Regions from separate parts of the Sus scrofa genome. Here all the other regions are linked to region 3. Evidence: chromatin contacts called from public Hi-C and HiChIP or PLAC-seq data. All regions are on one chromosome and are shown on one strand. Each heading gives the region's core, a stretch centred on a gene start, on an enhancer-like site or on the middle of the called end of the contact. The rest is flanking DNA. Distances are from core to core; before and after follow the strand shown.

Evidence for each region. Hi-C and Micro-C count contacts between places; a contact is called where the count stands out from the background. HiChIP or PLAC-seq counts read pairs in DNA pulled down with a chosen protein or histone mark.
Region 1: a contact with region 3 is called in a Hi-C map of undifferentiated spermatogonia, with 2.9 times the contacts expected there. The contact joins the enhancer-like site here to the promoter of FGFR1OP in region 3. A contact is called at or near these places in 4 of 5 promoter capture datasets (fetal liver, liver and skeletal muscle), 36 of 47 Hi-C or Micro-C datasets (adipose tissue, alveolar macrophages, blood and 18 more) and 2 of 2 datasets of contacts at active chromatin or transcription factors (alveolar macrophages and skeletal muscle).
Region 2: an H3K27ac HiChIP or PLAC-seq map of skeletal muscle shows a contact between it and region 3, with 2.1 times the contacts expected there. The contact joins the enhancer-like site here to the promoter of FGFR1OP in region 3. A contact is called at or near these places in 1 of 5 promoter capture datasets (liver), 5 of 47 Hi-C or Micro-C datasets (embryonic fibroblasts, epiblast stem cells, fetal liver and 2 more) and 1 of 2 datasets of contacts at active chromatin or transcription factors (skeletal muscle).

Annotation. Positions count from the first base shown.
Region 1 is chr1:2,261,178-2,265,346 of Sscrofa11.1, forward strand. It overlaps RPS6KA2 (ribosomal protein S6 kinase alpha-2), which reads left to right. Exons shown (of 24, transcript XM_021086109.1): 3 at 925-975. Among named protein-coding and RNA genes, the nearest start is that of RPS6KA2, 59 kb to the left of the region's middle. Within about 2 kb of position 2,769, at least 14 of the 83 cell types and tissues checked have an H3K27ac peak or open chromatin away from gene starts, as enhancers often do. A contact at or near this core is called in adipose tissue, fetal liver and undifferentiated spermatogonia, where this site is marked.
Region 2 is chr1:2,372,751-2,376,603 of Sscrofa11.1, forward strand. The region is part of intron 3 of RPS6KA2 (ribosomal protein S6 kinase alpha-2); the gene reads left to right. Among named protein-coding and RNA genes, the nearest start is that of MPC1, 170 kb to the right of the region's middle. Within about 2 kb of position 2,056, at least 53 of the 83 cell types and tissues checked have an H3K27ac peak or open chromatin away from gene starts, as enhancers often do. A contact at or near this core is called in embryonic fibroblasts and skeletal muscle, where this site is marked.
Region 3 is chr1:2,118,946-2,123,098 of Sscrofa11.1, forward strand. It overlaps FGFR1OP (FGFR1 oncogene partner), which reads right to left and starts at 1,887. Exons shown (of 14, transcript XR_002342214.1): 1 at 1,713-1,887; 2 at 1,006-1,059. LOC102157461 (a long non-coding RNA gene) reads left to right here and starts at 1,991. Exons shown (of 3, transcript XR_002342227.1): 1 at 1,991-2,156; 2 at 2,957-3,563.

The sequences.
Region 1 (4,169 bases), core at 1,519-4,018, 140 kb after region 3:
TGGTGGTATAGACAGAGGCCGTACTGACTGCCGCCGTGCGGTTGTCTCCAGGGGGAGTGGGGCCCCTTTCAGTGTCCCCTTAGGGAGCAGCGTGTCCCAAAGTTGTGTCTGGGGGAGTTCCACCCTCCGTCTCCTGACACTTGAACCGCAATGTTAAGTGGGGGCGAAAGCAGCTCATTGAAATGTGGCCACTTTCTCTCTCTCGTGTGTCACTGGATCTGAACCTCAGAACAGAGAGCAGAGGAGAGAGGACAAAAGAGAACCTGAAACTCGCCCCTGCAGTGTGGGGACACGGGGATCGCCTTGGTTCCGCCCTCACGCTCTAGGGCCACGCTGCTAAGTCAGACCTTCAGGTGGTTTCCCGGTTCGATTCTGGCCAGAGACAAGCTTGGCAGGGCAAGGTTTGCAGGTGCAGGTTTCTGGGCTGAACCCCTGCGCCTGAGCTGACGGGGATTTTAACCAGGTGTCCTCAGCCTGTGTACAGATGGAAGTGCTGCCGTCCTGCAGCTGCAAGGAGCCTCTCCCGTAGGCCGGAGGGCCTTGGAGTCACACGAGGACGTTGGCCCAGCCCTGCCCGCGATAACCGCAGCTCTTGGTTACACGCTGTGCCTCGGAGATTAACAAGTGCCTTTTTTTTCGGTTTTGCCTTTTGAGGTTGGTGATGGGAGCAGCACCACTTCCTTGGGCTGAATGGTCAGAGTTGCACAAACGTTTGCAAGTTCCCTTCTTCTGGTGTTTACTTACTGAAGGGCTTCCTGAAAGCTAGTCGCAAAGCCTCCGATTATTTAAAATCATGTGGCGATTTATGTTTAGACATAAAAAATTCCCAGGCTCGGTGAGTGCCTGTGTAACTGCCCCCGATGAGGAGGCTGCTGAGCGTCCTGTCCTGTGACTTACAGCGTTTCCCCCCCTCTGCTTCCACAGGGCAAGGGGGACGCCACCTCGCTGGAGGCCAGGGCGGCTGCGGAGGTCAAGGTAAGTGACACGCCGGCTGGTGCCTCTCCACGCGCGCATCAGTCGCATCAAAAAATGCCAAGCGTGAAGGGTTTTTTCCCAGTTTCTTTGGTTATTTTATGCTGCCCGGCGTCTAGTGGAGCCACCGGGGTGTGTTTCCAGAAGAGCCGTGTCCCGCCCTGTAAGACAAAAACTGACATTCTGTGTGAACTTGGGTTGTGCAATGACTTCTCCGTACGGCAGGGGTCTGCCTGTGTGACAAACGGGATGGCACCCTGCTTTCTCTGCAGCCTGGGTCTGCCTCTGAGGTTGTGGAGCATGGGGGTATAATACACGTGACTTCTGTGCTGCCTTCCTTTGAAAACTCGGATCCGTGCCCTCACAATAAGCTGGAGTGACAAGCAGCGAAGGTGACAGCAGCGCCGGGCGGCACCGAGACGCTGGCCCGTGGGGTCTGCTCGCAGTCCATACTGTGTCAGGAGTGTGGCTTCTCTTCGGAAGCTTTTCTAGGAGTTAGGCCTAAAGTGGATCCTTTAGATGGAGGTGGCTTTCTGGCCCCATTTCAAGCGGCTGCCTGATGTGAAAACTAACATTATCAATAAGGACTTTTATAAGGTGGCTTTACGGGTGTTTTGTTTCTCCCATGGTCCCAGCAGGTGGTAATGCTACCTCTACCAGGAAGCCAGGCACCTGTCATTGTTAGGGGGAAATATTCCCCCCCAAACAGGGAGGGTACCGCGGGCCCGTTCCCTGTGGCGACCACACAGGTCACAGAAGCCTGGGTTCTGGTCAGGCTTGTTTCATTTATGTGAACACGTCAAACGACGCTCTGTCGCTGCAAGGCAGACATTCTCCCGGTTTTCCGCATGCTCGGCAGCCTCTCTGGCCTCGTCGAGGTGGTGGGCCGCCTGCAGCCTGTGCAGGTCAGGAGCTGCTCCACGAAGTGACGGCTTCTCAGGGACTCTCTGTGGGTCTGGGGGTCCCGAGGGCCTGTCCGGAGGCCTGGCTGGTTCCGGGACCCGTGATCTGGAGCAAAGGACGCTGGCTCGTGACTGGCCGTGATTTTGCATTTGGTCACGGACCTCCACGCACACAGCGCGTGTCACTGGATGCCAGTGGTTTACTTTTCGCACAGTTGGGGTTCTCCTCTCTGGGTCTGGCTTGTATTTTTATTAACAGCCCAACACAAAGAATTTGGTTGAAAAATAGGCTCTTGTTAATACCATCTTGTAAATGAGATTTCCTTATTCGACATAAAAATTGTCGGAAGAAATAAAAAATTAACGCCCACTCACCAGGCTAGACAACACCTCAAGGTGCTCCTGATTGTCGTAGCCGAGGGACTAGACAAACGGCAGTACTGTTTGGTACTGCATCCTAATTTCAGCAAACTCGGGACACAAGCTGGGCTGCAGCGGCAGGAGGTAGTCCTCTCAAAACATTTTCTCTGTCTACTTCAGTCTTTTCAGAAAAAAAATAATGGCGCTCTAGCTGGTGAGTCTTAGCAGAACTTTATTTGGCTTTAAGTGGAAGCAGCAGGGCGCACGAGGAACGGCGTGTCTCCTGGAAAAAGCAGCTCTCCTCCTCCTTTGCGTCCTCACAAACCCCAGACCGAGCACACGTCTCTCTTGGTTGTGGAAATGAACAGAGAAATAAAACAAGAAGGAGTCTGGGGGGCGATGGACCGGGTACCGGGTGTGCTCGAGACGGGGGCCTGGGGCCGGCCGAGCCGCGGTGGGGACTCGAAGCCTTTCGGGCAGAGCGCCTTCCATCAGGCCCGGTCACGCCGGGGCTGGTCTTCCGGGGGCTCCGAGAGCAGCACGGCGGCGGCCGGGGCCGCCTGCGCCCTCCGGGACCCTTAGCCCCTGAGTGGGCAAAACCCTCGGCCGTGTTTTCAGATCCACCTTGAGTGTGGCGGGCGGAAGCCGTTCTTATGTTCAGGGTGAAAACCACAAAGCAGCCCTCACACGGGCAGGCCCGGGGCCCCGTGGAGGCGGAACAGGCCCTGAGACGCGGGCCTGGATGAGCTCACCGCTCCCTCTCTTTCCACGTGTGTTTCAGGGCCTTTGTAAGACTTGCTGTTACACAGATTGTCACACCAGCCGAGAGCATTCGGGGGTCTCCTGTTTAAAATCCTAGCACAGGCTTAGCCGCTGGAGTGTGAACGGCGCTCCTCACAGCTTCGCCTGGAAGCATAACCATGTTTTCCCAGGCGGGGCCTGGGGGCCGCAGCAGGCGGGGCCTGGGGGCCGCAGCAGGCGGGGCCTGGGGGCCGCAGCAGGCGGGGCCTGGGGGCCGCAGCAGGCGGGGCCTGGGGGCCGCAGCAGGCGGGGCCTGGGGGCCGCAGCAGGCGGGGCCTGGGGGCCGCAGCAGGCGGGGCCTGGGGGCCGCAGCAGGCGGGGCCTGGGGGCCGCAGCAGGCGGGGCCTGGGGGCCGCAGCAGGCGGGGCCTGGGGGCCGCAGCAGGCGGGGCCTGGGGGCCGCAGCAGGCGGGGCCTGGGGGCCGCAGCAGGCGGGGCCTGGGGGCTGCAGGTGGGCAGATGCAGCACCTGGGCCACAAGGTCCCTCACCTGGTAAACCCACCGCGGCCTCCATGTAGCAGTTACTTTTCCTTTTTCTCAAGTTCAGTTTCCCTCTTTATTTGATGCTCCAGGAAGCAATTTAAAAGGGGGCAGAAGAGGCTGAATTTCCGAGGGGAGGGTGTTTCCTTGCCCGGCACGCCCCCTCCGGCGGCGGCCCCACGAGGACGCTCCGGGATCCTGCTGTCTTTCTCCTCTTTTTAAAACCTGCTTCGGGATGAGCACACACGCCCCTTTCAGAGAGTCGCACTGGGCGAAACTATTGATTCGGTGGAACTTGATAAGAAAGAAAAAGCTACTGTTCCCTCGGATTTCCGGCTATTTGGAGCAGGGGAGCGAGGCCCCTCGTGGTGGTGACGCTGTGGGGCTTGAGGCGGGGGTGCAGCCTCACGCCGGGCAGACAAGGGCAGACGAACCTGGGTGAAGACGAAGGGTGAGGCCAAAGCTGTGCCCGGGCGTGAGGACAGGCCACGTGCCCCCACACACCTGTCCACCTGCTGGACTTCGGCGGGGGGGGTGCGTGTGTGTGTTTTAGTTCCTAAAATTTGCGAAACAGTCTGTTTTTTTGTCCAGATACCTCAGTATGCAATTAAATAAGGTGGCGACTCAAACTAATTCTTTGAAGGGAAATTTAGTT
Region 2 (3,853 bases), core at 806-3,305, 250 kb after region 3:
GGCACCAGCCTTTATCAAGGTCACCTTTTCTTTTCCAATGTTTGCAAAGGGTTGTTTGGACTCAGGTAAAAGTGGGCCCTGATTCCTACCCCAGATTTTGGGGTCTGGAGGCCATATAGGCAGACATAGTGGGGGCAAATGATTGCTAGAGATTTCAATGCCGCTCTTTTTTACCAGGACAAAGACAAAGGTAAACAGACTTGTTCCTGCAGTGAAATGGATTCCTCAGTTGAAATTTGAAAGTTTCTTTCTTCTTTTTCTTTTGAGATGTTCGAGCTCCATAGAGAGCCATGTCATCGTGCTCAAATATACGGGATCATGAATGTCTCAGAAGACATTTCCTTGTCCCGTTACACCAGGTCAGAATGCTCTTGTTGGCAAAACACAAACCTTGATCTGGGCCTGCCCCCAGGCTTTTGTCCTGAGCACGTTGCCCCTGAGAGGGCATGGTTGGCAGACTGTACTCCTGAGTCTGGCTGGTCGTACCAGCTACCCCTGGCCAGCCCCGCCCTTATTCCTGGAGCTGGTGCCCGGCCCCACGTGTGCTGTCCATTAGCTGCTCTCTGCCAGAGCAGCAATGTGGCACAGCCCTGGCCTTGTTTGCTTCGAGCTGGGAATGCCTGAGTGGTGGTGGCAGGAGACACAAGGTGGTAAGAAGCTGGTTCCCAGAGGACAGGTAACAGCTCTGCAGCAGAATCCCTGAGGGAAGCAGGAACCGGTTTGGGGCATGTTGTGTTTTCATCTTAGAGATGCTCAATGGAAACACAAAACATGAAAGTGTGCTTAAGCTCACCATGCAAGGCAGTGGCAACCCCAGGATCTTGATGCTAAACCCTACGCTCACCACCATTAAAACCCAGGGAGAGTATCTGACCTCACCTCTTGACCCAGACACAGCATGAATTTACCGGTCCTTATTTCACGGCATCCACCTTCTTTTACTCACTTTAGCAAAGATAGCCAGACGCAGATATTAATGCCACCTTTGATTAAGCCAGGGGATGCTATGACCTGTAGATTTTTTTCACAATCTGCCTGACAAAGCAGTATTTGTCTCACAGCACAGCATGCAAGAATGCTTCTGGACTTTTCAGGGGGGTGGTGGCAATATGCTAATGAGATTGACCCTATTTTAAACCTAAAATTACGTGGGCAGTGCACAAGAGGATGGCAGAAAAGGCTCCACAGTGTCCTAAGCTCACAAATCTGGAACTGCCTACAGTCCTCTGGTGAGCATTTCTGGGGGGAAAAAAGGTGTGTTCCCCTTTAAGGCAAATCCCTCACGGCCCTATAGCCAGCAGCTGGTCTCTGAGAGCCCTGACTCAGGACACTGTTCAGGCCCTGATAAGTCATCCGTTTGGATAATTTTCTATATATGGAGTCGGAGGTCACGGAGAGCGGATGTGTGTCTTTTGTTCTCCAAACACAGCAGGGAGGCTTCCCCAGCTGGCTGCCGGCATCCCTGGCCGGGTAGGGATCAGTACATCACTGGGGGGGGGGGGGCCGCACTGGCGGACCCTCAGGTCGAGCTCCTGGGCTTTGGGGATGGAGTGCCTGAGGAGCCACTAGGGCCAAAGGGCGAAAAGAGGTGCAGAGCATACGTGTGCAGGCTCGTGGTCCCCTCACCCCCCCACCCCCCCGCCCCATTTCGTTCCATTTTCTAGAAGTGCTTGCTAATCAACAAAATTTTGTTCTGAGCAGAAGAGCAATATGCAAAAGTGTGTGTGTGGACGTTTTAAGGGCAGAAAACCTAATGACATACCAAGCTAGAAAAAAGCCCAGCAGGCCGACGAAGTAGAACAGAGAGCAAGCGACAGGCGCAGCTGAGCAGCTGCACCGCCAGCCCCGCGCTGAGCACTACACTCCGCGGGCTCATTAGGCATGCGCCGCCGGGGGCGCTGATTGGCGGAGGGGGCGGGGGGCGGGGTGGAGCCGCGTGGAGCGGAGTGCGGGAGGAGGCGGGAGAAGAAGTGAACGCCTGGGGCAGTGAGGCGGTGGGCGCTGATTGGTAGTAGTGGCGGAGAAAGAGGAGGTGGGCGTGGCTGGGTGTGGCGACTGGCTCTGATTGGCGGTAGTGGCGGGGGCGGGGAAGGGGCGAGGCTGTCCAGGGCTGGTCCTCGCTGGACCTGAGGAGGAGGAGGAGGAGGAGGGAGAGCCTGGGCCGGCGGACTCTGATTGGTGGTAGTGGCGGAGGGTGGGGCGGGCAGGCGGGTGCTAATTGGCAGTAGTGGCTGTGGGCGGGGCGGAGCGGGGCGGGGCTGCCCCCGGGCTGGTCCTCGCAGGCAGCGGGAGGAGGAGGAGGAGGAGGGGGAGGAGGGAGCGCTGGGCCCCCGGCCTCCGTGGCCGGCTCGGCCTGCCCTTTGTGCCCGCAGCCCGCGCCCCGCGCCGATGGCCGCCGCGCCGGGCTCCCCGGCAGCTCGTGCCCTCACGCGGACCTAACCCCGCGCGCCTGGGATGCGCTGGGGATGCGCGTCCTCCGGCCCTGCGGCTCCTCGCGGCTGGGCGCCGGGCGATGGAGCTGAGCATGAAGAAGTTCACCGTGCGCAGGTTCTTCTCCGTGTACCTGCGCAAGAAGTCGCGCTCCAAGAGCTCCAGTCTTAGCCGACTCGAGGTAAATGCCCTGGCCTCTGTGCGCGCAGGTTCCCAGGTCCCCGCCGCGCCCTGGAGGATGCTGCGGGTCTTGGGGCCATCCAGAACCCTTTCCTATTGTCACATGCACATTCACCCCGGGACCCACGTCGGGGAATTAAAGTTGAGAGCTAGTCCGGTTTTCCTAAAACCGACCCTTATTGTTGGGACTTAGTAATAATTGGACAGGTTCTTGGGTCCTCAGCAGGGACGGAGCTCTGCCCCCACTGAATTTCTAACGAATTTTGTTCCACTCTCTGCGCAGGATTTGGGGTGGTCATCCTGGTCCCGCAGAGCTGCTCTGGGTGGGGGGCATTTCAGCCTGTGCAGCCTCCGTGTGGCACCCCAGAGTCCCCAGTACAGAACCTCCCCAACCCTATCCTCCGCTGGATGGCTGGTGTTGATGGGGTTTATTTTACAGTGTTTTATTTTACAGAGCCACACAAATACTACCATGTAGTGTAGATCATTTGTGTATTTGAAATCAGTGAAGAAATGACAAAAGGAGCTTAGGAAAAAAAAAAAAAAGACAGCAACACAGCCTACTTGGACCAGTCTGAAACAACGATGCTCAGTAGTAAAGTGCCTGATGCAATATCCTTGCAGCCCCAGGTTTGATAAAGATTCGTCCTGAAACCCACAGGACTGAAAATCATGTCCTTTTTCTCCGGTTTTGCATCTTGTCATCTTTGGGTTTCCAGAGGTGTCTGCAGATGGTTTTCCAGTGTGTTTTGTATTTCAACAATCATATCTTAATCTCTTCATCCCAGTGTCCAAACTACATTGTTGAATCTATAGATGACCAAACCGTGAAGCATGTTTCAGTAAAAAAAAAAAGAGAGAGAGACACTGTGGGGTGTGTTTTGGGGGGAGGGAGGGCAAGGGAGCTGATGACAGAACCTAGAGAGTTCTTTTGACATTGCCCTCGCCTTTGCCACAGGCTGGCACCTATGGAGGTTTTGGTGTGTTTGTTTCTAATGAAGTCAAATCGATTGGAACAATGTCACATTTTTCATCTTGGGTTTCTTTGTCCCGGCTGCCATGATATTAAATGGAGACATGGGTTCTGTAACAATTAAGCGGTCTTTAAGCAAAGCTCAGGAATGGACATGGAGGCAACAGGAAATTACTTGTTTTAAAAGTTTCTCTTATGATATCACTAAATGAGAATTTTTTAAGTGCTAGGTAGAATCTTTGTGGCTGGTTTCTGAGGGTAAGCCGTATC
Region 3 (4,153 bases), core at 637-3,136:
GCGGTGACAATGCTGGATCCTGAGCCCACTTCACCACAAGAGAACTTCCAAAATGACATGATTTTAAAATAACTCAGGGAGTTCCCGTCGTGGCACAGTGGTTAACGAATCTGACTAGGAACCATGTGGTTTCGGGTTCAATCCCTGGCCTCCCTCAGTGGGTTAAGGATCCTGCGTTGCTGTGGCTCTGGCGTAGGCCGGCAGCTACAGCTCCGATTAGACCCCTAGCCTGGGAACCTCCATATGCAGCGGGAGCAGCCCTAGAAAAGGCAAAAAGACAAAAATAAATAAATAAGTAAAATAAAATAACTCAGGGGCCAGATAACCTGGGGGAAAGCTGCCTCCTACCCCCTCCACCTGGTGGGGATTCGCAGGCATATGGGCAGGTTAAAGGTTCTGACCGATCCTGCGGTAAACTTGTTGACAATGAAACCTTTTCTTCCTGCTTTAACCTGTGTTTCAGATGTCCCCAGCGGAGAGGGACCTATGAAATTTAGCACCGGCCTTAACTTTCTTTACCCCCAAACTCTAAAATATACACGAAGAGAGAATAATCTTGACTCTCTCCCAACACTAAAGTTCAAAATCATCCTTGGCTATGCCCCACTATACACAACATTTAGAATGGTTTTTGGGCAATTAGAAATTAACCATAGGAGTTCCCGTCGTGGCGCAGTGGTTAACGAATCCGACGAGGAACCACGAGGTTGAGGGTTAGGTCCCTGCCCTTGCTCAGTGGGTTAACGATCCGGCGTTGCCCTGAGCTGTGGTGTAGGTTGCAGACGTGGCTCGGATCCCGCGTTGCTGTGGCTCTGGCGTAGGCCGGTGGCTACAGCTCCGATTCAACCCCTGGCCTGGGAACCTCCATATGCCGAGGGAGCGGCCCAAGAAATAGCAACAACAACAACAACAACAACAACAACAAAAAAGACAAAAAAAAAAAAAAAAAAGAAAAAGAAATTAACCATAAAGGAACACAGTCATTACGATTTGTCGATTTCATACCTCTACTTTTTCCTGCTCCTCTAGTGCTAAAAACACAGCAGCTCGGAGTTCGGCCTTTGAAAAGGGAGGGAGGTGCGGTGAGGAAAGGAACAAAAATTATCAAGGCAATTTTCATAACAAGAAGCGCACACGCGGCAATTTCAAAACTCAAAACGAAAAGGGGCAGGTTGATAGTGCTTAGTCGGCAGGTGCACAGACACGTCGGAAAGCGTCCTGAGACGCCGTGAAGAAAGGGACCTGTGGTTCCCAAGTCCCCCATCCTGCCCTGGGGTGTCTCTCAGCACCCACCTCTCTGGTTTACGCTCTGTAAGTCCATTTACAGGTGGAGACGCTCGCCGCCCGACAGCTGAGACCAAAGGCGGGGAAGAGCCAGGGAGCATGCGGCGTTGGACCCCCGGACGCCGGGGGCGGGGGGCAGCCGGGGACTGGACCCCCGGACGCCGTGTGGGGACGGGGTGGGGGCAGCCGGGGACTGGACGCCGGGGTCGGCCTCCTCCGACTAAGGCTGGCCGGGCCGTGAGGCTCCCCGGGAGTGACCCTTGACCCCGCGTGGACCGCTCCGAGGGAGCCCGCGGGCTCGGACCTCAGCCCCGGCGGTACTGCCGACGCGCCCCGCGCCCCTTTGTGATGCTCGCCGTCCACAAAGGCCCCGCGGCCCGCAAGCGCGGCCGGCCTCCCCTCCTCCGGGCCCCGGTCTCCCGCCCTACCTTGATGCGGTTCAGGACCCCGCTGTTCTCCAGCGTCTGCACCAGCAGGTCCCGCAGCTCGGTGTCCTCCTCCGCCACCACCGCGGCCGCCGTCGCCGCCATCTTGCTTCTCCAAGACAACCGCCCAAGCCGCGCCAACGGCCGACGCCGCAGCCCGCACGGCGCGTAGGCACGCAGCCGAGACCACGCCCCCGACGCTGGCGCGCGGCCCGCCCCCGTCGGGGCGGGGCCTCGGGACGCCGCCAGGTGGGCGGGGCCTCGGGGGCGGGATCTTCAGAGGCGTGGGCGGTGAACCCGCGGTTCTGGGGATCCGCGCCGGGCCGGGCCGCGGAGGTTGGGTAAAGAGAGGTGTTTGAAGTGTTTCAGGTGTGCCTGCAGGCTGCTGCTGTGGACGCGCGTGCTGGAATCCGGGGCAAGGTCCTGAGTCTGCTACTGCTTTCCAAGGTGCGGCCGAAATGTGTGAGTACAGGTGTGCACGCTTACTGAGAGGCATGTGCTTACGTGCGTGTGTGTGCAGGTGTGCACGCTCATCGAGAGGGCACATTCACACGGTGCGGCGCAGTGAAGGGTATATGCAGTATGCCGTTGTGCTGTTCTTCACACTCTGTGTGCTCGCACAGTTTTGCAATAACGGGGAAGGTGAGGGGTTTCACAACTACCTTAAAGGAGAAAATACAGATTCTAGAATTCCCCGGGACTCTCACTCCGTGGGTCTGTAGCGGGTCTTAAGGAATCATTTTCTCAGGGAATACGGGTGGTCTGCAGATTCTCGTGAGATACAAATGCTATTTGTCAAGTAAGAAAGTAAAAGTCGAGGTGTCCTGACCAGCCCATCTCCTCCTCCACAGGCAGCATCTGTTCAAATTGGTATAGGTCTTTCCAGACAACCTTATACATAGATACGTTACATACACGCAAGTACTTTTTCCACTCTCCTAATTTGGAGCCTATGCTTACTGAGTTTCTATAACGTCTTTTGATGTATATATTTATAGATTGAGCCTCATTCTTTTTAACTTCTGGGTAATATTCCATTAAAGGGTGTTTGAAAGTTGTTTTTTTGTTGTTGTTTTTTTTGTAATTAGACCATGTCTCATTTGCCTTTGTTTTGTTTGTTGTGGAAGTAACTCATACCAATGGTTAAAAATCCAAACAGAAGGGAGAAACATTAAAAGTCTCTGTGTCCACCCTACCTACTCACCTATCACCTGCGTATTGTAGACCCAACTACAATTTCTTTCTAGGTCTTCTGGTTCTTTTCATTATAGCTGTAAATGATGTACGTCCTGACCCGTCAACCACGAACAGTATCTTTTCAAAGGGTAAGAATATATTTTCTCTTTCAACTCCTAAGTTTAAAAATTACATTACTTTTAGTTCCAACGGGGGAAAATTTTGTGACTTTATCTGAATCATTATTTATAAAAGTACCTCTTACCTGCTGGCTCCCCGCAATGAGCGATGAGGAAATTGGCGTACTTATATTCTCTCACTCCCCCATGTTGTTAGAGTTTTATCTTTATACTATGAAAATCTCCTCTGCAAGGGTAATTGCACCTTGCAAACGTTGTAGCGGATTGAAAAGCAATCAGCAGCATTCACAATATTAGGAGACCCTCTGTAACAGTTCTGTCGGCAGAGCCCCTATGCCCTTCAAACAGAACCTTTGCTGCAGCTGGGCCAGCCTGCAGCTGTCGGCGCCCGAGATGATTTGCCTGCCATGGCGTTTTCCAACCACCAGAGGCCGCTCTGCCCGCGTTTGGGGCGGACCTGAAGAGCCCCGGAATGTGTATCTCCCCAGAGCACCTGCAACAATGCGTGGGAACCCCTGGGACAGGACGTGCGTCCAAGGTGTGTTCTCCACTAGCTTTTAGTGCTTCCGGTTTGAGCGCCAGTTAAAGAGGAACCTGCTTGGGAACCCAGTCTTCATTAGTTCCCCTCCTGGCGTGGTCACCTTCCTCGGCTGGCATTTTCCAGAATCCTCTCCCCAGTAAGCTGCATTCCAGCCCTTACCTTGGGCTGTGCGTCTGCGACACGCAGACTAAGGCAGTCGCCCCAGATTGGATCTATGAAGCCGACCCAGGCGTGGGGTTCTGGAACCGGGTCACTCACCAGCCAGGTGGCAGCAGGGACCCACCCTAGGCAGTGGGCAGGGGGCAGTAACCCGGAATGGAATGGCGCCACGGCTTTGTGATTGTAGCCAAGCGGGAGGGGCACGCGTGGGGGGAGGGGTTGTCACGGGCTTGTGCCGTCTCTCTAGCACTGCGGGAGATGGGGCCGAGGTAATTGTGAAGACTGTGGAGTTCTTTTGTTTTTTGTGGGTGTTGGTGGTGGTGTTTTATGGCCGCACCCAGGGCATATGGAAGTTTCCGCGCCAGAGACCGAATCCAAGCAGCCGCTGTGACTTACACCACAGCAGCAGCAATGCCAGCTCCTTAACC